2 separate regions of the Arachis hypogaea genome follow, and region 1 is linked to region 2. A link is a contact called in public Hi-C data. All regions are on one chromosome and are shown on one strand. The core of a region is the stretch at or near the end of the contact, and the rest is flanking DNA. Distances in the headings are between cores, read along the strand shown. Region 1 holds the start of LOC112772335 (probable serine/threonine-protein kinase At1g54610). Region 2 has its middle 30 kb from the start of LOC112769791.

Evidence for each region. A called contact is a pair of places that touch in the nucleus more often than the background predicts.
Region 1: a Hi-C map of leaf shows a contact between it and region 2, with 1.8 times the contacts expected there. The contact joins the promoter of LOC112772335 here to the enhancer-like site in region 2. A contact is called at or near these places in 2 of 8 Hi-C or Micro-C datasets (both in leaf).

What each region holds. Positions count from the first base shown.
Region 1 is chr18:24,917,045-24,921,526 of arahy.Tifrunner.gnm2.J5K5, forward strand. It overlaps LOC112772335 (probable serine/threonine-protein kinase At1g54610), which reads left to right and starts at 2,569. Exons shown (of 8, transcript XM_025817256.3): 1 at 2,569-3,945. The coding sequence starts at 3,538.
Region 2 is chr18:24,855,938-24,860,780 of arahy.Tifrunner.gnm2.J5K5, forward strand. No RefSeq gene overlaps it. Among protein-coding and RNA genes, the nearest start is that of LOC112769791, 30 kb to the left of the region's middle. Within about 2 kb of position 2,949, at least 2 of the 3 cell types and tissues checked have open chromatin away from gene starts, as enhancers often do.

The DNA of each region.
Region 1 (4,482 bases), core at 1,319-3,818, 61 kb after region 2:
ATAGTTGGAATTTTCAATATTAAAATAAGATATTTTGGTGCTATTTTTTAGAAATTTATGTATTTTTTTATATATCATATATATCGTCTTCTTCTTATACGTAAATGTTACTGTTTATTTTCTTTTGAATTTTTGCAACTATGTTGCTTAATTTCATTGTATTATCTATATATATTTTTTCACTTATTCTCTTTTTTATTTAGAAGTTGTGAATTTGTAATTCAAGTCTTTATGAAATAAATTCTTAGTTATCATATCATTTAGTTAAAAATTTTGGTATTAGAGTGAAGATATTTACTGTTATTTTTTAGAATTTTATGTGTTGTTTTATATATGAATTAAGCATTCAATTCATTGAATCTGTAATATTTTTTTAGAAAGATTCAATATTTTGTGTCATATTACTAAACTTCTGATGTTAATTTGGTGCTATTTTATTTCATTTTATAGAGTCAATGTAAAAGTGTAATCTTTTATTATGTAATTATTTTCTACATTTTGTATTATTGTATTTAAATTTCAATGCTATTTTTGTTTCTGACAATAATTTTTTTTGGTGACTTTTTTGACAATAATTTAATCTAATAAGTATGAACCTACATTCTTTCAATTAAATAAGATTGCAACACAATATAGACATTTTTATTTAAATCTAACATGAGAAGTAATGCTCTTAAAAAAAGAAGTAAAAACATGAGAAAAAGAAAGAAAGAAAAATAAAAAAAATAAAAAAAATGTAATATTATCAAAGAAAACATTTTTATATTTTTGTAGCAAAATTTCAGTGCCAAAATTAAGAAATATCAATATTAATTTTTTTTGTCAAATTTAAAATTTTCTTTCTTCATCGTCATTTTCTTCTTCTCTACAAAATTATCAGGAAAATGAGGAACAAAAAAAGTAATAACTAACAACAAAAACAATAAAAAATAACGATAAAAAAAATTTATAGAAAAAAAATGCGAAATACAAATATTAACCTTAGTAGAGATAATAAGTTAAACATATATTATTCATACTTTTACTAATAAAACTAATTTTTATTGAGATTAAACCAATTTAATTACTAAAAAAACTTGAATACACGGTAAGACTATTTTAATATATTATGGATATAAAGTACTCTATATTATTAATTAATCATGCCTTAAATTGTTTTGATAAGATTTTGAGATAACTTTAATTAGGGGTGTGCATGACCCGGCCCGGCCCGAAGATCCGGCCCGGTCCCGAACACTTTGGGGCTAATTTGATGTGATTTCATCGGGTCTAGGGCCGGGTATGGGTCTCAAAAGTAGACCCGGTCATTATTTCGGGTCGGGTCCGGGCCATAGCTCGGGTCACCCGAAATCGGCTCGGTGGCCCGGTCATCATACACAATTAATATTTTGTGTTATTAGTGATGGATGATGGCTATTATTATGTGAAATTTAAGTATTGTAAACCTTAATATTTTGTGTTATTAGTCATTATATATAAGACTATAAGTTAATGTTTTATGTTTAAAATGCATAAGACTTTAGACTAATGCATAAACTTGTGTTACTTGTATTGATTTAAATATTTGGTGTTATTAGGCAATATTAGTATTGATTATGGTTATACTTTAATTTTAGAGAAGAGTTAGTTCTTATTATATTTTTCTAAGTGAATTTTACTATGTCAAATAATGGTTGGAGTCTTGGAAATTTGGATATTTTTACTTGCTAACTTATAAGAAGGTATCAAGGTAATATAATATTAACGGCCCGGTTTTCACCCGGTTTTTATCCGGTATAATCGTGGCCCGAAAGTGTATAGGTTTCATCGGGTCTAGGGTCGGGTTCGGGTCTAACAAATAGGCCCGGTATATATTTCGGGTCGGGTCTGGGTCACATCAAACCCGGTTTCACCCGGCCCATGCACACCCCTAACTTTAATGAGAATCAAATGATTTTGATTGTAGGAAAAAAATGATTTTGATTGTGTAAATTATATATAATCAAATGATTCTAGAAACAGTTTCCATCAATAATATATAAAAGCTTGTATCACTAACAATTTATATACCTATTAAACAAGTATTTCAAATTTGGTAAAAGATCATAAGTGTAAATTTCATATATTAATAACATAAATTATTTATATATTATTCAATTAAATTACTTTTTTTATAAATAGTAGTAAATAATAAATATAACAAAAACAAAAAATTAATAGATGTAAAAATAATTTTTTTGTTGTACAAATAATTATTTTTATGCAATAATACACTATATTAAATGGAGAATAAGAGTCAAACAATTAAATATGTTTTCTTGCAAGAGTTGAACGTATACGTTTTGTCCATGATTAAGAATGCTTATCTTAATTCGACCGATTAAATTTTTTAAAAAATATTATTATATTATATATTAGAATATAATTTTAATATATTATTAATAATATAAAATAATTAAATAATTTATATTTTGAATACATTAAAATTAAATTTGATATAATTAATATTAATATTAATGTTAATTTGCCATAGCAGTAAAATTGTGCGGGCGCGTGGCAGTATATGAAGAAGACGAGGAATGTCTTGATGCACTGTGTATTTGACAGAGTTTCTCTCTCTCTCTCTTCACACAAAGCTGCAGTGCAGGGGACACTCCCTCTTTGCAACATAAATATGCGCCGCGACAACATTTAATTATTTATTATTTTCCTAACTAAACTTTTTCATATATTGATGTCACGCATTTACTTATTAGTACTTATACTTATAATAAAATAATGCAAATATTTAAATATAAATCTTATTATTATTATTATTATTGAATCTTTTTTTACCATGTTTGTTCGCTTTCTTCATCTTCCAAGACACACTCTACCATCATTCTCTCAAATCTGTCTTGTGTTATGCCCTAGATCCATGGCTTCCTTGCTTTTTCTCTCCATCCATTCCTGAGTTTTCAATCATACCCTTTTTTTTTAATTTCTCTTTCTCTGGGTTCTTGCAAATCCTTCAGAGGCTCCATAACCATGCCTTGGGAGCTCACTTTCAGAAGGTTCTGAGGATCTGTTTTGATGTTTGTAAATTTGCAAGCTTTTCTATCTCCTGGATCAGAAAATTTTAGGTTTTCACTTGGAAATTTGGTTTTGCTCTGCAGAATAACCCTTATTTTGAAGTTTTGATGGTTTTGCTTCAACTGGGGTACAGTAAAGTTGTAATTTTTAGATTTGTGAGGCTTGATTTGTTGAAATTGAGGGCTTTTACTGCTAGATAGATTGTTTATTTTATCGGGTTTATTTGGATTTGTTGGGTATATTGTGTTTCCTGATTTGTGACTAAATTTTGGGTTGGTAAAGAGTACTGGCTTGCTATGTGTTGTTAATATTGCATTTTAGCTTTGTTGGTGTGACATTTGGGGAAGGGTTTGTGGATTTTTTTTGGGTGGTTATGGTTATTAGAAGTGAATGATGCTAGGGTAGAATATTGGAAATGCTGTTGAAGGGTTGAAACATTGAGATTTGGAGATTGGTTTTTGGGGGAGAGGGTGTTTGGTGTGCATAATGGGGGGCATGTGTTGCAAGCCCTCTGCCATTGAGGACAGTAAGGAGAGTCCGAGGGAGCGTTTATCGGGCAAGGCCGTGTCGGATTTGCGTGTAGCTAGGGGAGCTTCATCGAGGAGGGAGGAATCGTATCGAGTGAAGGATAGGTACGATAGCAATGATCCGAGGGTTGGATTGATTGATAAGCAAGGGAACGGAGCCGTTCGTGTGCAAGCTGATAATTTTGAGAGGAAGAGGGAGAAAATGGAATATGTTGTAGCTCCACATCCGGCAATTGGTACCGTTCCCAAGGCCATGGAAGGAGAGCATGTTGCAGCTGGATGGCCCTCATGGCTGGCTGCAGTGGCTGGAGAGGCTATCAAAGGATGGTTGCCTCGGCGTGCAGATTCTTTTGAGAAGTTGGATAAAGTATTGCTTCTTTCCTTTATCTGGCTACCTAGCTTATTGCATATTGACCAATCTTTCTTTATATGTGGATAATGTGTTTTTACCTTGTAGACTATTGATTTGAATTTTAATGTTTTCAAATATATTTCTGAGTATTTTTCCCCTGATCTTTGTGCCCCCTATTTTGTTATTTTTGAAAATGAGAAACCAGCTTCCCCATTTCCTTATTTTTTTGAGTATGTAAAGTTGCCATGATGCTAGGTTGACTTCTCTAACATAATTGTCTAGTTTCTACTAACTTTAGATAGTGAATTGACATATTTCTGTTATTTTCATGCTCAATTTAGGTAATGTATAACTATTGGTAGAGAAACTATCTCTAGTAGGATTTAACCCTGTCTTCCAAGTTCCAACCCTCCTTGCTGTTTTCTTATGTTTTTCAAGGTTTCTTGTTAACATGATATTTGATCTCCATGATCTCATTGTACAATATTTTGCACAAAATTCTGGAATTTTATTGATGATTGACTGTGAAGCGCTAATGAAGGTATGATTGGT
Region 2 (4,843 bases), core at 1,699-4,198:
TCCTCTTTACCATTCTGATAAACAAAAACACCATCACTACCTCTCACGAAGCTACCACCGTGGTGAAAAACTGGCACCACAAAAACATCCACCATCTGAAAATTACCAAGAAACAACTATGTGTGAGTACTACATTACATTCAAAATTTATTACAAAATCCCCCTTTGCCCTAACACAGTACCTCCTACGACTACTACTAGACACCATGCTCTAAAAATCATTTTTTGCCCTCATTACACCTCTGTTACACACACTGTCAACATGCATGCATGATCACTTCACCCTTACTACAAACTACAGAAACTTCAGGAGTAAGGAGGCAGATCTTACCTTGAAAGGTAGGCGGCGGTGCTAACCTCCACGGTAACCTTCTTTCTTGCCTCCGACAGCTTACTCACCGAACGCCGATTGCTCTTCTACGTAGTGCAATTTTTGGAGGGAGAAACAGGGGGAGGGATTTTGATCGTCTTGGTGTTATGTGTATTGTGTGGGTCAGTTGTGCTTGGTTTCAAAAGGTTGGGGAGAAACGGATGCGTTTTGGGCTCTGGGGACATATTTGTCCTCTTTTACAAAGCCCAGCCGACGTGGCAACCCGTTACGGCCAGGTCAGCGCCACGGAGCCACGTCACCGTTTTCCGTCAACCCTAAACGGAGACACTCAAACGGAGGGGTAAAAATGCCTACTTTTTAACGGGGTCAGGGACATTTAAGTATTTCCTAATCTTCGAGGACGAAAATGTCTGCGGAAAAAAGGTCAGGGACGAAATTGTCCTTTACTCTTATTTTTTAATTTAAATCAATCCAATTGGATCATAATTTAATTTAAAATTTTTTAAAATGGATAGGTTTGATCAATTAGTACTTAAAAAGAGTACATAAAAAATTATAATTTGTACATGTACATAAAAAATTTTATATTTCAAATTTTTATGTACTCCCATTCAACAAATAAAATTTGTATGTACTCCCGTACAACAAAAAAAAAATAGGTAAATATAGAAGAAACAAATATATTAATAATGTATAATTAAAAATATATTTATAACTGTTTATTACTATTTACACGTAATTTATTTAATGGGTAGTAAGTCAGTAACTATCATTACTAGTTACCCATTCCTATTTATACGTGATTTATTTAATGGACAGTAACTACCCGTATGGACTTGTAAAAGATATTTTCTCCTGATCTCTTAGGTCAACTACTATCTGATTATAGTCTGAGTATCCATCCAAAAAGCAGTAATATGTATGTCCTGCAAGTTTTTCTAGTATTTGGTCCATGAAAGGGAGTGAAAAGTGATTTTTTCTTGTGGTCTCATTGAATTTTTTATAATCAATACACATTCTCCATACCGTGGCAGTTCTTGTAGGGATGAGTTCATTCTTTTTATTAGGCACCACAGTAATGCCTCCTTTTTTGGGACCACCACCTACGGAGCTATTCGAAATTGGATAGATCACCCTGCTTGTCATAATTTCATGACCTCTTTTTGTACCATTTAATGAGCAGTTATAAATAGTAATAGATAGTTAATGTCCATTAAATAAATTACGTATAAATAGTAATGAGTAACTAGTAATAGATAATTATTGCCTATTAAATAAATCACTAGTAAATAGTAATGAGCAGTTATAAATATATTTTTAACTATACATTATTAATATATTTGTCTATACATTATTAATATATTTGTTTCTTCTATATTTATCTACTTCTTTTTGTTTGTTGTACGGGAGTACATATAAATTTTATTTGTTGCATGAGAGTACATAAAAATTTGAAATATAAATTTTTTTATGTACATATACAAACTAAAATTTTTTATGTACTCTTCTTGAGTACTAATTCATCAAACATATCCATTTTAAAAATTTTTAAATTAAATTATGATCCAATTGGATTGATTTAAATAAAAATAAAAATAAGTATTTGCCAATTGTTAAGAGAGATTGATGGATAGTGGGGAGAGAATTGAAACGTCACGTAAATAGTGGGAGATAACGTGAAAAATAACCGTTTCAATTCTCTTTCCACTATCCATCAACTTTTTTAAATACTAATTGATTAAACATATCTATTTTAATCTCTTCTATCAACCTTTTTATGTACTAATTGCATGTTAAAAGTTTGGATTATTGATAATATTAATATTTTTTATTATTTTCAAATTTTTTTTAAAAAATACATATATCTCGTTTACACTGTAAATGAGATATATATGTTTCGCGTCCATCTGTCTTATCTCATTTAAAATGTAAACGAGATAAAAAAAGAATTTTTATTTCGATAAATATTTTTAAAATTATTTATTTCGATAATTATTATAATTAATTAATTTATTAAAATAAAAAATCTGTAACTATAAGGAATTGTGTCTAAACTCTAGTAAAAGCGCAAATGTTTCCTTTCATATACCCGTCAATTCACTTCCTCCTTCACCAAATTTGACATAAACTCATTGAAGATTTACATTTTGTTTACGGTGAATATTATAATGCCTAAAAAGTGGTATTTATTTACTGAAAAGAATTAAAAATTAATATTTAATTTAAAAGATATAAAAATAAATTATTTTTAAAAATTCAAAATTTACTACAAAAAATTAGACAACAATTAATAGGGATCATAGAATTTTCCTTTGCTTACTAATCACTTAATAAGATATCTGGTTTTTTTCCAACCCCTTCACGTTTTCAACAGCATAACTTTATTGTCAACGAACTATAACTTAAATGACATGATCTTTTTATATTTATCTAAAAATCGTAGGTTCGAGTCTCACTCTTATCAAAGAAAAAAACCACTCTCATTTGATCCAAACTAATTTATTTAGCCACAACAGGACTCTAATTTGATTCAAGCCCATTTTACCTCCACCCATTACTTGACCCATTTATATTAGCTCACATTTATCTGATATAAGTGGTGGTATTGAATTGGTACCTCAGAAAAAAAAAAAAAAAAGCAAAGGTAAGAGGCAAGCATGTCCCAGCTCTCGTATGGGGTGTGAGTGTGTGACTATCTGATTAGTATTTGACTTTGTGTAGCCATTATTAAAATCAAAGTCGGGATTGTCCATTATATAATTTACAAAATGTGAAGAGGGATTCATGATCTTGAAAAGTTCACTCCAATGTTATGCCCCTATAAAGACACAAGAGTGTAACAACGGACCCACCAATGGCAATGCCCCCATATATTAACTTATGATCAAAGAAAGGACCCCACTATACTCGTTGCATGTCTCAATGGCACAAGGCAAAGACATAAATTTCAGCCATGAATGATTATTTTGGATAACTGTTGAAATATTAAATGCCCCTTAGACAGCTGGTTTGAGGGTAGGGTCATGGCTAATTGGAACCTCTTGTCCTTCATCAACTTTTCTTTTCCTCCCTAATTCTTCTTTTGTTGCTTTCTTGGGGAGGATTATTATGAGTAAAAAAAGTCCTTCCCCTATTTTTTTTAAAAAAATATATAAAATCAACTTTTGATTATTTAATATTAATTAATGTTAAAGTTTAAATTTAATTTTTTGAATTAATAATTTATAATTTAAAATATAAAGTTTGAAATAAACAAAAAATTTTAAAAATTAACTTATATTAACCGAAAAAACTATTTTATATTTTTTTCTCTTCTCTCAACAGCTAAAATTTTTATATATAAATAATTTTAATATAAAATACAAAAATATTTTATTATTTTAATGTTTTATACAGTTGTGGTGGTAGTATAAAAAATTATTAATATTTTGTAATAGAAAAAACTTTTAATTATAAAAAAACAAAATATCTTTGACGTTTTGTAATAAAAATATTATTTTAGTAATAAAAATACAGAATATTACTGACGTTTTGTAAATAATTATAGCAGTATTTAATACATAATTTGACTTATCATAAAAAATTTTACACCTAATAATACAATATAAAAAAGGAAAAGTTCTCTCTCAACCCCAAAATGTCATTGTTGGCTTCTCTTCTATTTGGACTATTTTTATTGTTTAGTCACTTCCCTTTGATTTTGTTGTCTCTTATATATATATATATATATATATATATATATATATATATATATATATATATATATATATATATATATATATATCTTCCAATTTTTATTATTAGCGCACATGGAGTAGAGGGATGGATATTTTTTCCTAATTTGTAATTTCAAATTTATTGATATTAAGTTGACTGAATAATATATAGATCTTCTTTTATAGTCTCAAAGTTTAAATCTTAAAATCATATTAGATGGAACAATTTTATAGTCGTATTTGGTAGATTTTTTTAATAATCACTAATGTTAATTTAACCATTCAAAATAATTATTAACTTTTTTAATTAGTTTTTTATTCAACTCAATCTTAATTCTCTCTACATACTAAAAGTGTGTTTTCAGCAATCATGTAGGTGTGGTTTAATTGGTCATTAGTCATTACCTAATTTTTTAACCATGAAGTCGGAAATTTAAATCTTATTTTAGACATAAAAAAACGTACAATAGTCATTCGTTTGTGGTTAAGTGGATGATTTATTGTGGAAAAATTAATTATCACAATTTACAGTATAAATATTTTAAAAAAATGTATTTTGGTAATTATATTGTAATTGTTTATTTAGGGTTGCTATTTATAATAATGTGTAATTAAGTGTAACTCAAGTTCATGTTTTAGGTATGCTTTTCATTTTCTAAATAAAAACCTCATACATTTAGTCATTGTTTTAGGAGGATGATACATGTGATTTTGGGAAAAGACATATATACCGTATAGAATATCAAAATTCTTTCTATTTTAACAACACTCATTTTTGCAAATGGACAAACTCTAC